2 separate regions of the Mus musculus genome follow, and region 1 is linked to region 2. Evidence: chromatin contacts called from public HiChIP or PLAC-seq data. All regions are on one chromosome and are shown on one strand. Each heading gives the region's core, a stretch centred on a gene start, on an enhancer-like site or on the middle of the called end of the contact. The rest is flanking DNA. Distances are from core to core; before and after follow the strand shown. Region 1 overlaps Frmd4a (FERM domain containing 4A). Region 2 holds the start of Acbd7 (acyl-Coenzyme A binding domain containing 7).

Evidence for each region. HiChIP or PLAC-seq counts read pairs in DNA pulled down with a chosen protein or histone mark.
Region 1: a contact with region 2 is called in an H3K4me3 HiChIP or PLAC-seq map of stem cell-derived neural progenitor cells, with 4 times the contacts expected there. The contact joins the enhancer-like site here to the promoter of Acbd7 in region 2. A contact is called at or near these places in 3 of 39 promoter capture datasets (embryonic stem cells, hippocampal neurons and pre-B cells), 7 of 484 Hi-C or Micro-C datasets (the G1E-ER4 cell line, Th1 cells, cerebellar granule neurons and 4 more), 5 of 115 datasets of contacts at active chromatin or transcription factors (the 230-238 cell line, embryonic stem cells, epiblast stem cells and 2 more) and 1 of 9 other capture datasets (embryonic stem cells).

What each region holds. Positions count from the first base shown.
Region 1 is chr2:4,471,734-4,475,397 of GRCm38.p6, forward strand. Frmd4a (FERM domain containing 4A) reads left to right here. Exons shown (of 23, transcript NM_172475.3): 3 at 1,388-1,482. It overlaps Gm39751 (a long non-coding RNA gene), which reads right to left. Exons shown (of 5, transcript XR_865941.3): 5 at 1-1,648. Among named protein-coding and RNA genes, the nearest start is that of Gm39751, 40 kb to the right of the region's middle. Within about 2 kb of position 2,243, at least 35 of the 459 cell types and tissues checked have an H3K27ac peak or open chromatin away from gene starts, as enhancers often do. A contact at or near this core is called in stem cell-derived neural progenitor cells, where this site is marked.
Region 2 is chr2:3,334,661-3,338,279 of GRCm38.p6, forward strand. It overlaps Acbd7 (acyl-Coenzyme A binding domain containing 7), which reads left to right and starts at 1,508. Exons shown (of 4, transcript NM_030063.2): 1 at 1,508-1,561. The coding sequence starts at 1,550.

The DNA of each region.
Region 1 (3,664 bases), core at 993-3,492, 1.1 Mb after region 2:
CAATAGAGCTCTTGCTCTTGCTCTCTTGCTCTCTGGCTCCTGAAGATGTAAGCAATAAAGCTTTGCCGCAGAAGATTCCGGTTTGTTGCGTCTTTCCTGGCCGGTCCCGAACGTGTGTAAGAGGGTTTCCCATTGGTCTCTCATTTCCAGGGAAGGAAGTGTTACTGTCACTTCAACCCCATGGGGTTCTAAGTGGTTTTCACTTCTGAGCTGCTGCTCACTGATAGAAGAGGAGGCAGAAACAACTGCCTGATCCCTGGGCCTGTGTCTGCCCTGCACAATGGACAATCTCACAGGATTATGAGGTTAAACAATGTGTAAAAAGTGCTTAGCACAGTGCCTACCACACAGCGAGGACAGCTCCTGACCCATCAGGCAGGTCAGTGTAGGGATGTTAGACTTGACAATAGTACAAATGCAGTCTTTGTTCAGTAAAAATCGTGCTTTGAATTTTGTATCTGGATGGTTTCTCTGGGTCAGGCTGTGTGCTACAATCTCTAAGGATGCCAAGAGCCAGAGCCCAATGTGATCACCAGGCAGAAGCAGCCACACTGGGGAGGGTGTGTTTAACCTTTCAATGTAGCTCATGATCTTAAGTAAGTTTGCCATTTTGTCATGGGCTGCATTCAGGGTACCCTTGAGCTCATACCTGTAGCCATGTGTTGCTAAACTCTGGTATTCATATTCAATAAATTTGGGCTTAACATTTTCCAATTACACTGGGTAGATCAGAAAGTAACCTTATTCCAAGAATAGGAAGGGGTCTGCCTGTGTTTGCTAAATAGACCAAGAACTCTTCCTGTCAGAGCAGTATAAGGTAGGGAAGGAAAGACACCAGGCTGGACAGACCCACTAAAGAGCAAAAATGTCATTTGTTGACAGAACCAATCTTACTGAGCCTCCAGTTGCTGCCAAGACTTCCCACTTGGCTGTTTTATACAGCAGCATCCTAATGGTCTGTTTCTTTTGGTCTTTCTCCTTCTCTATTCTCTCTCTTCCTCCCTCACTCTTGGCTTCATCTCTCTGTGTACCTCATGTAGCCCAGGATAGCCTCAAACTTGCTATGCAGCAGAAGATAATCATGAACTCCTGCTCCTCCTGCCTCTATTTCTCGTGGAACCCCATGAAGTACTCATGCACCATGACAACCAGTTTTATGCTGCTTGGATGATTAAACACAGGGCTTTGTGCGTGCCAGGCAAGAACCTTCCTTCCAACTGAACCACATCCAAGCCTCTCTTTGGATTTTACAAAAGTCATTTGTGTTTCTGCAGTGTGCCTGAGTTCTCAGGCATTTCACTGAGAACATGCTAGAGACCCAAGATGATGACGTGACTTAGCAAAAGTCTCTCGTGAGTTAATCTTCCCTTCTGTGTTCTTCTTCCAGCCCAAGCTTTTGGCCAAGGAGCTTCTTGACCTCGTGGCCTCTCATTTCAACCTGAAGGAGAAGGAGTACTTTGGAATAGCATTCACAGATGAGACGTAAGTGCTGTCCAGAGCCCACAGACCCCAAACAAAAGAGCAGGATGTCAAATTACCCTCTCTCTGCTGTGCACAGCAAAATCAGGCTGCAGGCCACTTGGGTCCCATGGGGGCTACAGGGTCAGTCCAAGTTCACCATCTGAATTTCAAAAGCCGGTGATCATGCCTGGAGTGGCCAAAGGATATAATTAGATAGATGCTAATATTATGAAATTATTAGGTAATGTTCTTTAACCAAGCAGATTTGTGTTCAGATGAATGTCTAAAATGTTTATTTTTTTTAAAGAGTAGATCTGTGTGGGTTTAGTCTTTATTAAGGTTAAATGAAAACTTCTGGAAAGTAAATGTTGCTCTCCAGTGTTGAAGTAACAATAACAGGAAGTGGACTTGATGATAAATTCAGAGTGAGAGATGATCTGGGCGAGTTCACACTCTAAGCTGAAATAGAAGACAGCATCAGAGTTCCTATCGCCCATCTGAGGTGAAATGTTTGTTTTCAGCAACCTTCCAGTTTGCTGGGTACCATCATGTTATATAATAAAGGAAGGCATAGGCTCCATGGATGATGTTTCAATCTCTTACTATACTGTTACCAAAGAGTTCAGTGAAGATTGGCCCAAATTCTTAGATAAGGATATCTAAGCTAAGGACTGGGGGTGCAGTGAGGGGTGAAGCACTTCCCTAGGCATGTGTGGTCCTTGGTTCCACTGTAACTGGATGACAAATGTCTAAGAGATGTCAGTAGTTCCTCCACACAAAGAACTAAAATGAGTGGGGCCAGGCTGGAAGTCTATTAACCAGATGCCAGCTTGGGTCTTTACAGGACTCCTGCATCTTCGCCTTTCCCCTACTGGATATGCCTAGACACCTGCCCCCACAGCTTCCCACAGTTCCTCCTCTCAGTGTTTTCTGGGAACAAGAACTAACCATCTCTGAGAGCCTGCTCGTACTTTCCCTGTCTGCCCACGTTCTTCACACTCTGCTTCCCCCCCTCCCCCCCCCCCCCCCCGCACCAGGAAACAAAACAAAACAATAACCTCCTTTAGACAGATGTTCCCGAAATCTCCTCTGTCTGTATCTATGCCCGCACACCCCTGTGCATGCTCAAATGCCCAGGTGAGGTTACTGGCTGGCAAGGCCAGTACAGTCAAGCCCAGCCCCCAGGAATGAGGTGGGGCCATTGAGGTAGGATGGAAGCAAGAATAGGCAGCTTCTGTGTTGGTCAGTAGGAAAGCCACCTTAGGCGACCTTGGCTATGGTTGATCTTGGAGATCTGTGAGTTTGCAAGATGTCCACACGTAAGCCTGGGGCTCTGACTTCAATCCCCAGAATTTAAGTTTAAAAATAAAAGCCAAATTTGGTCCATGACACATGTAATCCCAACATAGGGAAGTGTATTAGAAATTCCAGCCAGCAAAGAATCAGCCATGAGCTCAGACAGGAAAGCTGTTCTTTGTTTAGGAGTGGGCAGGAGCCCAGGCTAATGCTCTGGGAAGGCCTGGCAGTCCTCCACAATTTCTTACAACTTTTACAGCTCAGCTGAGCTCAGGTGACAGTGTGGCCACCAGAGGACAGTCTCTGAGTCCCATGCCTACCAAAAGGAATTTCTGTCAAGCTAGGCATGTGCACAGAAACAAATTGCAGACATGAACATTTTACAGGTAGACATTTTGAAGCTAGCATTAAAAGCATACAAACATTTGAAATGACAATAAAAAAGTATCCTGTTTTGTTAGGCACAGTGAGTGGCACAGGGCTAACAAAGTCTCAGGGCTTTAATCTCAGGGGGCAGCAGTGGGAGGATCCTACAGCGTTCCAGGACAGCCCAGCTACCTAGAGAGACCCTGTCTCAAAAACAAAAACAAACACATAAAACCTAACAGCAATAATGATTTCTTAGCAAACAGGATCTGCTGTAGAACCTTACGGTACTCTGGCAAGTTTTTGCCTTCCCTGGATACAGAATGTGAACAGGTTGGCAGAAGCCAGCATACTTAAATAAAATTTTAACTCATTTTAATTCTGCACACTCCTTTTTAGACAAAGATTTGCAGTAGTCTATCATAGAATAAAGTACTGATTTGATTTTCTTAGGCTGTATCTATAAGCCTACAAAATATATGTTCATATCACCTCCTCAGAGACAAACTGACCTCTTGGGCTCACTGTCTCTCCAACTTAA
Region 2 (3,619 bases), core at 258-2,757:
TTTTCTGCAAACATATGCTTCCTGTAGTTTCCTAAGTAGTATATGTGTATATGTATGTATATATATATATATATATATATATATATATACACACACACACCAAACCAAATGGTCAATTTACTTTTCAATTATAGCTCTTATTTTACATCAATTCAGTTTTTAATTTTTATTTTATTATTTTTATTTTATTATTTTTATTTTATTATTTATTTATTTATTTTATTTTTATTTACATCAATTTATGTTTATGATTATGTTTAATCAGTTTATGTTCAGGTTTTTTTTTTTAACAAATATATGCTTCCCATAGTTCCCTAAATTACTATGCATTTGGTAGTCTATATATACACTAAATGGTCAATTTACTTTTCAATGATAGCTTTTATTTTACATTGTAAATAAGTTATGTTTGTGAATAAACAGTTTATAAATGTACCATTTATGATCATAGTTAATTTTATAAATATCTCAAAATATTTTAATAACTTAGAAGGTTTATGAAAGTATTCTTTTTGTCTTAATTCTTGAACTGCTGGATTTAAAGGATACAACAATATAACATTAGCTTAAGAGTCTGAGTCAGAAATCGTAGCATTAGAGCTGACAATACAGTCTGTCAACAAAATGTTCAAGAATTGAACACTAGATTCTTCTTGCTTGCATGGAATTCTGAGCTTTGCCCAGCATTGTATGCTATTGTGGTTTTGTGGAGTCTACAAACATACTGTTAATAACGATTATTTTTAGTTTTTTAATTAGTGTATAGTAATTGTCCAAAATATCCACTTCATTATGGCCTTTCCTGCATGTCTACAATCAGTCCAACATTTAAAAGTCACTTAACTGGGAATGGACTTTAGTAACGAGATACCAAGTCAAAGCACAGGCTTCGAGTCTGTGCCATTGGAGTGTCTATAGCCACATCTGTGTCCAGGGCAGCAATATGAATGGGAGGTGTCTTGAGCACTCGGGCCACCCCAGGCAACAGTGGGTAGCAGTGCCACCCTTCCATAGATCAGATCAGTAAGGAGAAAAGGCGCCTGGTAAGGTTCAGAACATTTGTGTATAGTCATGTAAGCACAAAACCAACACCATGTCTCGAATTCCCGAGAGACGCTATCGGCCATCCCTGAGGTCAGGTGACAGGTGTTATGTGTATTCTCTCTGGGTTAAGGAACAACTCTGAAGAACTTCAGCACATACAGTGCTATAGTTAACACCGCTACACCCAGAGGTAGAATGGAGAGGCAAGGAAAAGGGAAGGAAACAGCCACAGTCTCAACTGAGGAGAGGCAGCGGAGGCATGCGTGCACCTGCAAGTTCGCCTTAGTAAAAGAAGAGAGAGGAGATTAAATGAGCTCCGAGACACTGGGCTGAGTTACCTCCCAGACACTCCCTCCCGCTCCTGTGGCCAATTAGTCCTCCATGCCCAGAGAGCAACCAATAGGAGAGACCGGAGGAGGAGCACTGCTCTTTAAGCAGCGGAGCCCGCTCCCCGGGGACTCTCACTCTGAGCTGGGAGAGTCACAGCATTCCGTGTCTCATCATTATGTCCTTGCAGGTAAGCCAGATCTGGGAAGGCCATGCCAAAGCAATTATCCGAAGCGCTCTGATGGGGCGAGAGGAGGTGTGGTAGCCCTGGGACAGGACAGGGGCAGGTAACCCCCAGGAGCCTTCTGCTGCTGCGACCCTGCAGTGACTCCCACACCTGCCTAAGCAGTGTGGGGCAGTATATTTCACAATATATTGTACTTCACCATCTGTTGACAAGGACCCAGGATCTCTATAGCAACCTGTTTGGCCCTCTGGGAAAATTACCCAGATCTGAAGAATTGACAAGCTCCTGGGGGCGGGGGCTTCTTCACCTCTCTCTCTTAACAACTCCAGGAAGCAAGTGACATCCATTGGGGTCTCCACATCCCCTTGCTCTTGGGGACCTCGGGAGATTTTCATAGATGTGTTTTGTTGAATAACAGGGCTAGATTATAAAGCTCTGACTTTACTGTTTTATTGATAAGAGTGAAAAGAGAATAAATAGGAATTAAAAACCAGGAAGCCCTTTTCTCAGATAAACACATATAGGTTGCTTTTATATATAAATGCCCTCTTTCTATGTGTGTATAATGAAAGGTGTGCGCGCGCACGAGTTCTATCTGCTGGCAAGCCTGGAGATCAGAACCTTCAGAATGCACATGGTAGAGAGAGAGAAGTGTCCCTTGCAATTGTTCCCTGACCTCCAAATGCATGCCATGGTACATGTGCACCCGCATATATGCCGTAATAAACATAGAGCAAATAAAAGAGGAGAGAGGCAGTTAAATGAGCTACCTCCATGGGCAGCATTTAAAGCAGCATTGGAGAAGGGAATCTTTAGGATTTAAAAGTTAAAGAATATCACGAAGGGACAATGAGCTAAGGCATATGAATGCCACCCTGACAATAGGGCAGCATTGAAGGCTAGCCTTAGTTCAATAATTAAAATTGATACAGGGTGTGGGTTTCTATTACTATCAGTGTTGAATGTATTAAATCTATTATTGCTGTAATGAAAATGTTCTTTCATTTCGATAAAATAAGATTCTAGTTTTAAAAAATATATACTTGCTAGATATCAGCATCAGTATGATCAAAGAAAACTGGAATTGCAGTCACTGAAAGTTTAAGTCACTTTGTTTATGCTTAAAGAATAAATTGTTACAAATGAAAAGTTCTTAAAACATATGTGTATTATTTCAATTTGAAATTCTTACCAATGTAGTAATATAACAAAACATGCATTATATTCTAGATGTGGGAGTGTTAGTTCAAGTCAGGAGTGACAGTACACACCTGTCATCCCAGCACTCAGGACTCGGAGACAGGAGAATCAGGAGTCCTAGGCCATCCTTAGCTAGGTGGCAGACTCAAAGCAGTGTGCTACATGAGACCCTGTTTCGGAAAACCACAAAGTACTTCAAGCAGAAGAGAAAGATAAAGGCAGGTTAGAAACCCATTAAGAGAAGGGATGAGGCATGTGTGGATCAGTCTGCAGGTTACCTAGCATTCGGGAGTCCCTGGGTTCAATAGAAACGTAGGGTGATCATTTAAGTGTGATGTTCCAGGATAGACAAGGCAACATATGCAAATCCTAACACACCCACGCTCTCTCAGACACACACTCATTGCTCACACACACACACCCTCACACAAACTCATGCTCACACACATACACACACAGACTCATGCACACTGACACACCCTCACACACACTCATGCTCACACACATACATACACAGACTCACACACACTGACACACACATCTTCACACAGACTCATGGGTACTCACACATGCTCACACAGACTCATGAGTACTCACACATGCTCACACAGACTCATGAGTACTCACACAAGCTCACACAGACTCATGCACACTGACATACACACTCACACACCTCATGCTCATACATATACACACACAGACTCACATTGACTCATGCACACTGATGCACACACACACACTCACACATATACTGGCAGTTCATCAGCACACTGAGAGAACTGGTAAGTACTTGTTACAAACACCGTAACCTTGGGAACCCGGTAGATACCAAAGATGTGGTATTTTGATAACTTGTTCCTG